Linked DNA regions of Muntiacus reevesi: region 2 is linked to region 1. A link is a contact called in public Hi-C data. All regions are on one chromosome and are shown on one strand. Each heading gives the region's core, a stretch centred on a gene start, on an enhancer-like site or on the middle of the called end of the contact. The rest is flanking DNA. Distances are from core to core; before and after follow the strand shown. Region 1 holds the start of TP53INP1 (tumor protein p53 inducible nuclear protein 1). Region 2 holds the start of PLEKHF2 (pleckstrin homology and FYVE domain containing 2).

Evidence for each region. A called contact is a pair of places that touch in the nucleus more often than the background predicts.
Region 2: a contact with region 1 is called in a Hi-C map of muscle, with 2.4 times the contacts expected there. The contact joins the promoter of PLEKHF2 here to the promoter of TP53INP1 in region 1. A contact is called at or near these places in 2 of 3 Hi-C or Micro-C datasets (blood and muscle).

What each region holds. Positions count from the first base shown.
Region 1 is chr12:11,803,306-11,806,005 of mMunRee1.1, reverse strand. TP53INP1 (tumor protein p53 inducible nuclear protein 1) reads left to right here and starts at 1,343. Exons shown (of 4, transcript XM_065903475.1): 1 at 1,343-1,538.
Region 2 is chr12:11,997,377-12,000,076 of mMunRee1.1, reverse strand. PLEKHF2 (pleckstrin homology and FYVE domain containing 2) reads right to left here and starts at 1,278. Exons shown (of 2, transcript XM_065902880.1): 1 at 1,024-1,278.

The sequences.
Region 1 (2,700 bases), core at 94-2,593:
TACCATCATGCCTGGGTTCTGAATGACAAGACAGTCTCTTGGCAAATTCCTAAGAAGAAACGAGATTTGGGGGCATGTAACATTAGCAATGACAATAAAGAGAAAATATGAGGATGAGCCTGATTTGCCAAAATCCAAGTTAATGCCTTGATCTGTCTTGACAAAAAAAGTCAAGTGGCCCCTGAATTTTGGTTATTACTCCCGGGTGTCAGACAGTCCTGTGTTTTACACCCTTTAAAACGAGTACTGCTGGAAACAGACTGGCCACAGGATACCCCTGAGGGTCAGGGGGCTAGAATCTTTCAGATCTTTCATGTATGACACACCTGTTCAGGGGTCTCTGTACAAATTTCACCCTGGGTAGGAGAACTGCATCTCAGTGGAAACAAAATCCACCTGAGGGTGGAGATACGTCGAAATGACTACTTTAGTCTTTGCCAAACAGTGTGAATCTGTCTATACCCCTACAGAGCTTTGGTTTGAAAAATATTTTCAAGCCCCCTAACATTCCACTCACTATAAATAACCGGGTGACCAGGTAGGCTTCTGGTAAACGCCCACGGTTTTGTGCTGTGTAAACACCAGAACTGAAGCCTCGGCTCCCTGGGTCACAGCAGAGCCTGGACCGGGCCCTGTCTCCTTGCCCCGGGTTCTCCTGTCTTCTGGAGCAGAGCCCCTCCAGGCTCCTGGCGTCTCTGCCTTCAAGGTCTGGTCTCATGGCCTTTTCTGCCTTGCCGGCTTGCATCCCAAGCCAATAGACGAGGTCAGTCAGCTCCCGGGGTCAGTAACCACAGCAAGGTGGACGCCTGGCTCCTGGTCTTAAACAAGGAGGTAGGGTGGGCGGCACGCCTGTACCCACCGGACCCAGCCCTTCCTTCCCACGACGGCCAAGATGTGGTGGGGCTGCCTCACCGTCTTGGGCTCCCATCACACTCGAGGCCCTTAGCTTTCCTCTCACAGCAACTCTGTGTCCCCGTGTGCCCCCAGACGCTCGGCCAAAGGGACAGCTGGGGTCAGGGTTCTTCCTCTCGGCGTCCAGGTCTGCTTGGTCCTCACCCTCCGGGGCGGGTTTCCGCGTTGGTTCGCCCTCGGACCAGCCCCCAGCACCCCCGCCTTCCGCGGGCCCCTCTCTCCTCGCTCGCTGGGCGCCCGGGCGTTGTTGCCCGGGCTTGTTTCTAGCTCCAGAGCGTCGCCCGGCCCGGGGCCAGGTCACGTGCGTTAGTGACAGCCTCTGGCAGGGCGGCCCCGGGGCCCGCGCGCCTCCGATTGGTGGGACCGGGCCTGGCCCCGCCCTGGGGCGGGGCGTCCGGGCGGGCGGGCCCGACGGGCGGGCGCAGCGGCGGATCAGCTGTTCCGAGGCTGCACAACAACAAAAGGAGCGGGACGCACCGGCGGCGGCCTGCGGCGCGGCCTCAGGAGGGCTGGAGCGGCCCCGCGCCCCGCGCCCCGCTGTCCGGGTGCCGCAGCTACCTCAGCCGCCCGCACGCGGGTCCCCGCCAGCTGCCTTTGCCGCCCGTCCGGCCGCGGGTCGGGCCCACGTAAGTGCGGGCGGGGCCGGCGTCCAGGGCCGCTCGCTCCGGGTCGCCCCTCGGGCCGCGGTCGGTGCGCTCCAACCCCGCTCTCCGCTCGCCGCCGCGGGCCGGCTGCCCACCACCTCGGCGGCCCCGGAGGTGCGCGCGGGCGCGGGGCGGCGGTTGGGTGTTTGGTTTCTGCCTCCCCTCACCCCGAGCGCGGCCTGTTTTCTCGGGGCCGCCGCGGGACCGACCTGCTCTGCCCTCTCCTCACTCGGCCTCCTGCCCTCCGCCGTTGGGCTGGGGCTGCCCGCCCGGGAGTGGGCGTCGGGGGCCCCGTGCCCGGGAGGGGCGAGCGCGGCCGCCGCCGCCGCCCCGGGGCGCAGCCCTCCGGGGCTTGCGGCTGCTCGGGCAGCCCTCCCGGCGCGCGGCGGCTCCGCTACCCCGCGACCAGCGCTCGCCCGCCCGTCGGTGGCAGGTTCCGTGACTCCTGCTTTGATCTTACCTATCACTGGTGGAGGTTGCACCTGTGGTAGGCACTTTATCTCCCATCGTTGTTAAAATCCTCATCATTTTGATCATGCACGCTCATTGGGTGCTTAGCGTGTGCCACAAACTCGGTGAGGATTTTACATGCGTTAACTCGATTCCCACAATAATCCTGTGAAGTTAGACTGTATTACAGATAGGAAACCTGAGGGCCCAGAGAGATGGACTTAACTTACTCAAGACCACACAGCCCGTTAGAAGGAAATGGTGTTTTAAGTTGAAGATGAGTTTTCTGTAGGGATTGTGTGTGTGTGTGTGTGTGTGTGTGTGTGTGTGTGTGTGTGTGTGTGTGTGTGTGTGTGTGTTCTGTAGGGATTCTGTGTGTGTGTGTTTAATTGTATTTCCTAATTACATCTGCTCATTGTCTCCTGTGTTAATTCTAATTTCGAGGAGATTAAGGAGGAGGGCCTCCCCCTTTCCGTCACTGAGACAAGAACCCGTTCTGAGTGCAAAGTAGTTTTGAGAAAGGGGAGTGGAAAGAGTCCCCTGGGGTTGTTGAACAGAGGAAATGAGGAGCCCCAAGATCTGGAAATCGCTTGGTAACTGAAACATCTTTTTCACTGCAGATGCAAAAAGTTGTAGGAAGCGTTTGTTTTTAAGGCACAGTCACTATAACCCTGAACTGGCAGCATAATTTTCG
Region 2 (2,700 bases), core at 29-2,528, 190 kb before region 1:
CCTCCAATGCTGTGAGGACCGAAGAGATTAAAAACAGAAGCCTTCCTTAATACTGAATTAACCCGAGGACCCCATGAGCTACCAGAGTACAGAAAAATGTAAATACTCAGAACACGGGAGGCATGCACCCTTACGGAACCAAACGAGGGGCAAAACTTTACAACGTCAAGATCACTTCACCTTATTCTTAAGGAACAACACATGCCTTTCTCTCAGTGAACGGTCTTGGCTTTCTTCGCTGAAGTTCTTCAGTAACGCACTAAAAAAACAACAAACCTTGAGTCTATGAATTACAGAGACGGGCTTGGTTATCTGTAACCTTCATACTACCCGTTCTTTTCACCGCACACTCGCAAGTTACTATTACAACTTAGCGAGAGCGCACATGAACAGCAAGCTCTCGGCATCAAACACAAATTTTAAAGAAAAACTTTGGCATACGACTTTAAAAGACTCCAAGTAAGTAAGGCGTCAGAGCCAGCCCTTCTTCTATCAGGGCAAATTGTGCGGTGCCCTTTTTTTTTTTTTTTTGCCTCAAATCACATAAAAAGACACTATTCAAGTTCTCAAATCACATAAAAAGACGCTGTTCAAGTTACAAGCTCCCTGATGCCCAGACCCTGCAAACTTTCTGGACAGAAAGACGCTGGCACCCCAAGACGCCAGTGGCCACGACGGACACCCAAGTCTTCACGCCCTCACAACTTCTCGCCGGACCTCGGGGTCCCCCTCCCCGCGGGCCGGACGAGCACCCGCGCGGCCCTCCCTGCGGCCCGCGAGCCCTCCGGCGGGCGGCTGCGGCCCCCTCAGGGCGCGGGGAGCCGCCCGGGAGCGCCCCGTTTCTCACAGACCCCAACATGGCGTCGGCCGCCGCCGCTGCCGCCGCCGCCGCCCGAAACGACGACACCTCCCCGCGCCGCCGACGGCCCGGGGACCGCGGGGGGGAAGCGCCCGGAAAGTTTCGCTTCTCTTCTCTCGGCCCGCCGGGGGGCTGCCAGACGACCAAGCCCGGGCTTCACCTACCCAGCCGGGCGCGGACGGCCGCAGCGGCGAAGGTCCGACTTCTCGTCCCAGGCGCCGCGCACGGACCCTCCTTGCTTCCCCGCCCCAGCTTCGCAGGGTGTGCTGCCAGCGGCCCCGCGCAGCCGGCGCGATCCGGACGCGGCGGGCGGGCGGGCGGGCGTTGCAGACGCTCGCAGGTGACCCTCCCGCCCCTCTAGTCGAAGCCCACAACGGCCGCCGGGGCTGGCCTCTCCCCTGCGCGCGCGCGCAGAAGCGCGCCGCCACCCACACGCCGGGCGAGGGCGCGGGCGCGGGCGCGAGCACACCCCCAGCGCTCGCTCCCCGCCCTTTCTGGCCTGCTCCCTCGCCCCGCCTGGGCAGTCCCGCGCGCCGGGCCCGAGGGGGCGGGGCCAGCGCGGAGGCCACACCCGCCTGGGCGGCTGGGGCTCGGGATTGGCTCCTCTGCTCGGAGTCGAAGGCGCGCGCCCTGACGCGGATTGGCTGCACGTGAGACGTCTTTTACCTGGGCTGCGGGGTGCAGGCGAGCCCTTGGAAAGGTCGGTTCGCCTCCTCGTGAAGTGCTTAACGACGCTATAAAAATGGAAGGATGGCTAGGCCCCTTTCCTGTCACCCCGAACGGGCCTTTGCGGGGAATTCAGGAACTTTCCGCAACCGGGAAATGAAAGCTTTGGATTTAGCTGCCCAAGGCGTCCGGGTAGACATCTGTTTGCTACATCCCCGAAGCGCGGCCGTTCCTGCCCCCTCACGTGTTCCATCCACTTGCTCGCCCTGAAAATCCTACCGCTTGAAACACATACCCCACATACTCCGCACAGCCTTTCAAGTGATGCCCTTATTCCCTGACTTAGAATTCTGGTCTTTCCCAAAATTTTCTGTGACACCACAAATGTGCTTCACACACTTGGGATACAGTGATGATGGGTATACAGTATATAAGGTCGAACGTGCCCTTCATTTATACCACAGCTAAGTGCGCTGGTGGGTCCGTGGGGACGTAAAAGATGCCTAAGTTACCACAAGAACTGGGGGCCTGGTGGCGGGGCGGGGGGTGGGGAAGACTGCTTATTCACTTCAAACAAGAAGTGAATAGGCAGAAATTAGATTTGAGTAAATTTTATCTTTCCCGTTGATCAAGATTTTGAAAAAATACTTGTCTTTTTCTTTTATATTTTTCTTTTTTTTATTGTTTTCTTCATTTTTGTTTGTCTTTTCTTTTCTTTGAAATAGTAACTTTTTTTTTTTTAACCTTTGATTGTTGTTGAATCGGAGCCATCAGAACCCACACACATAAAAGAGCACCCACCTGGGGAACATAAAGCAGGTCTTGGTTCCAACCAGCTTTCTTTTGGTCTGGGATCTGCCCTCTCCAGATCTTCCACCTCCCCTCCTCTTCTGTTTGAATATATCAGAAACAAATTTTTTTTAAAAGAATTGGTGACTAGAACAAAACTGGAAAGGATGAATTTTTTAAATAGGAAAACAGGAAATCACCATCACAGAAACCTCTACAAGTGTTAGCTGTTGTTGTCTGTAGACAAGTACAAATGTTCCTAGAACTCTCATCTCAACCATCACCATACCCCAAATTCATTTAACCTCATTCCCCCTCTGCATACAGAACAGCCTCTGTCAGTGGAAAGAAGGATGGACTTACCTTCAAAATCCCTTTAGATTTTG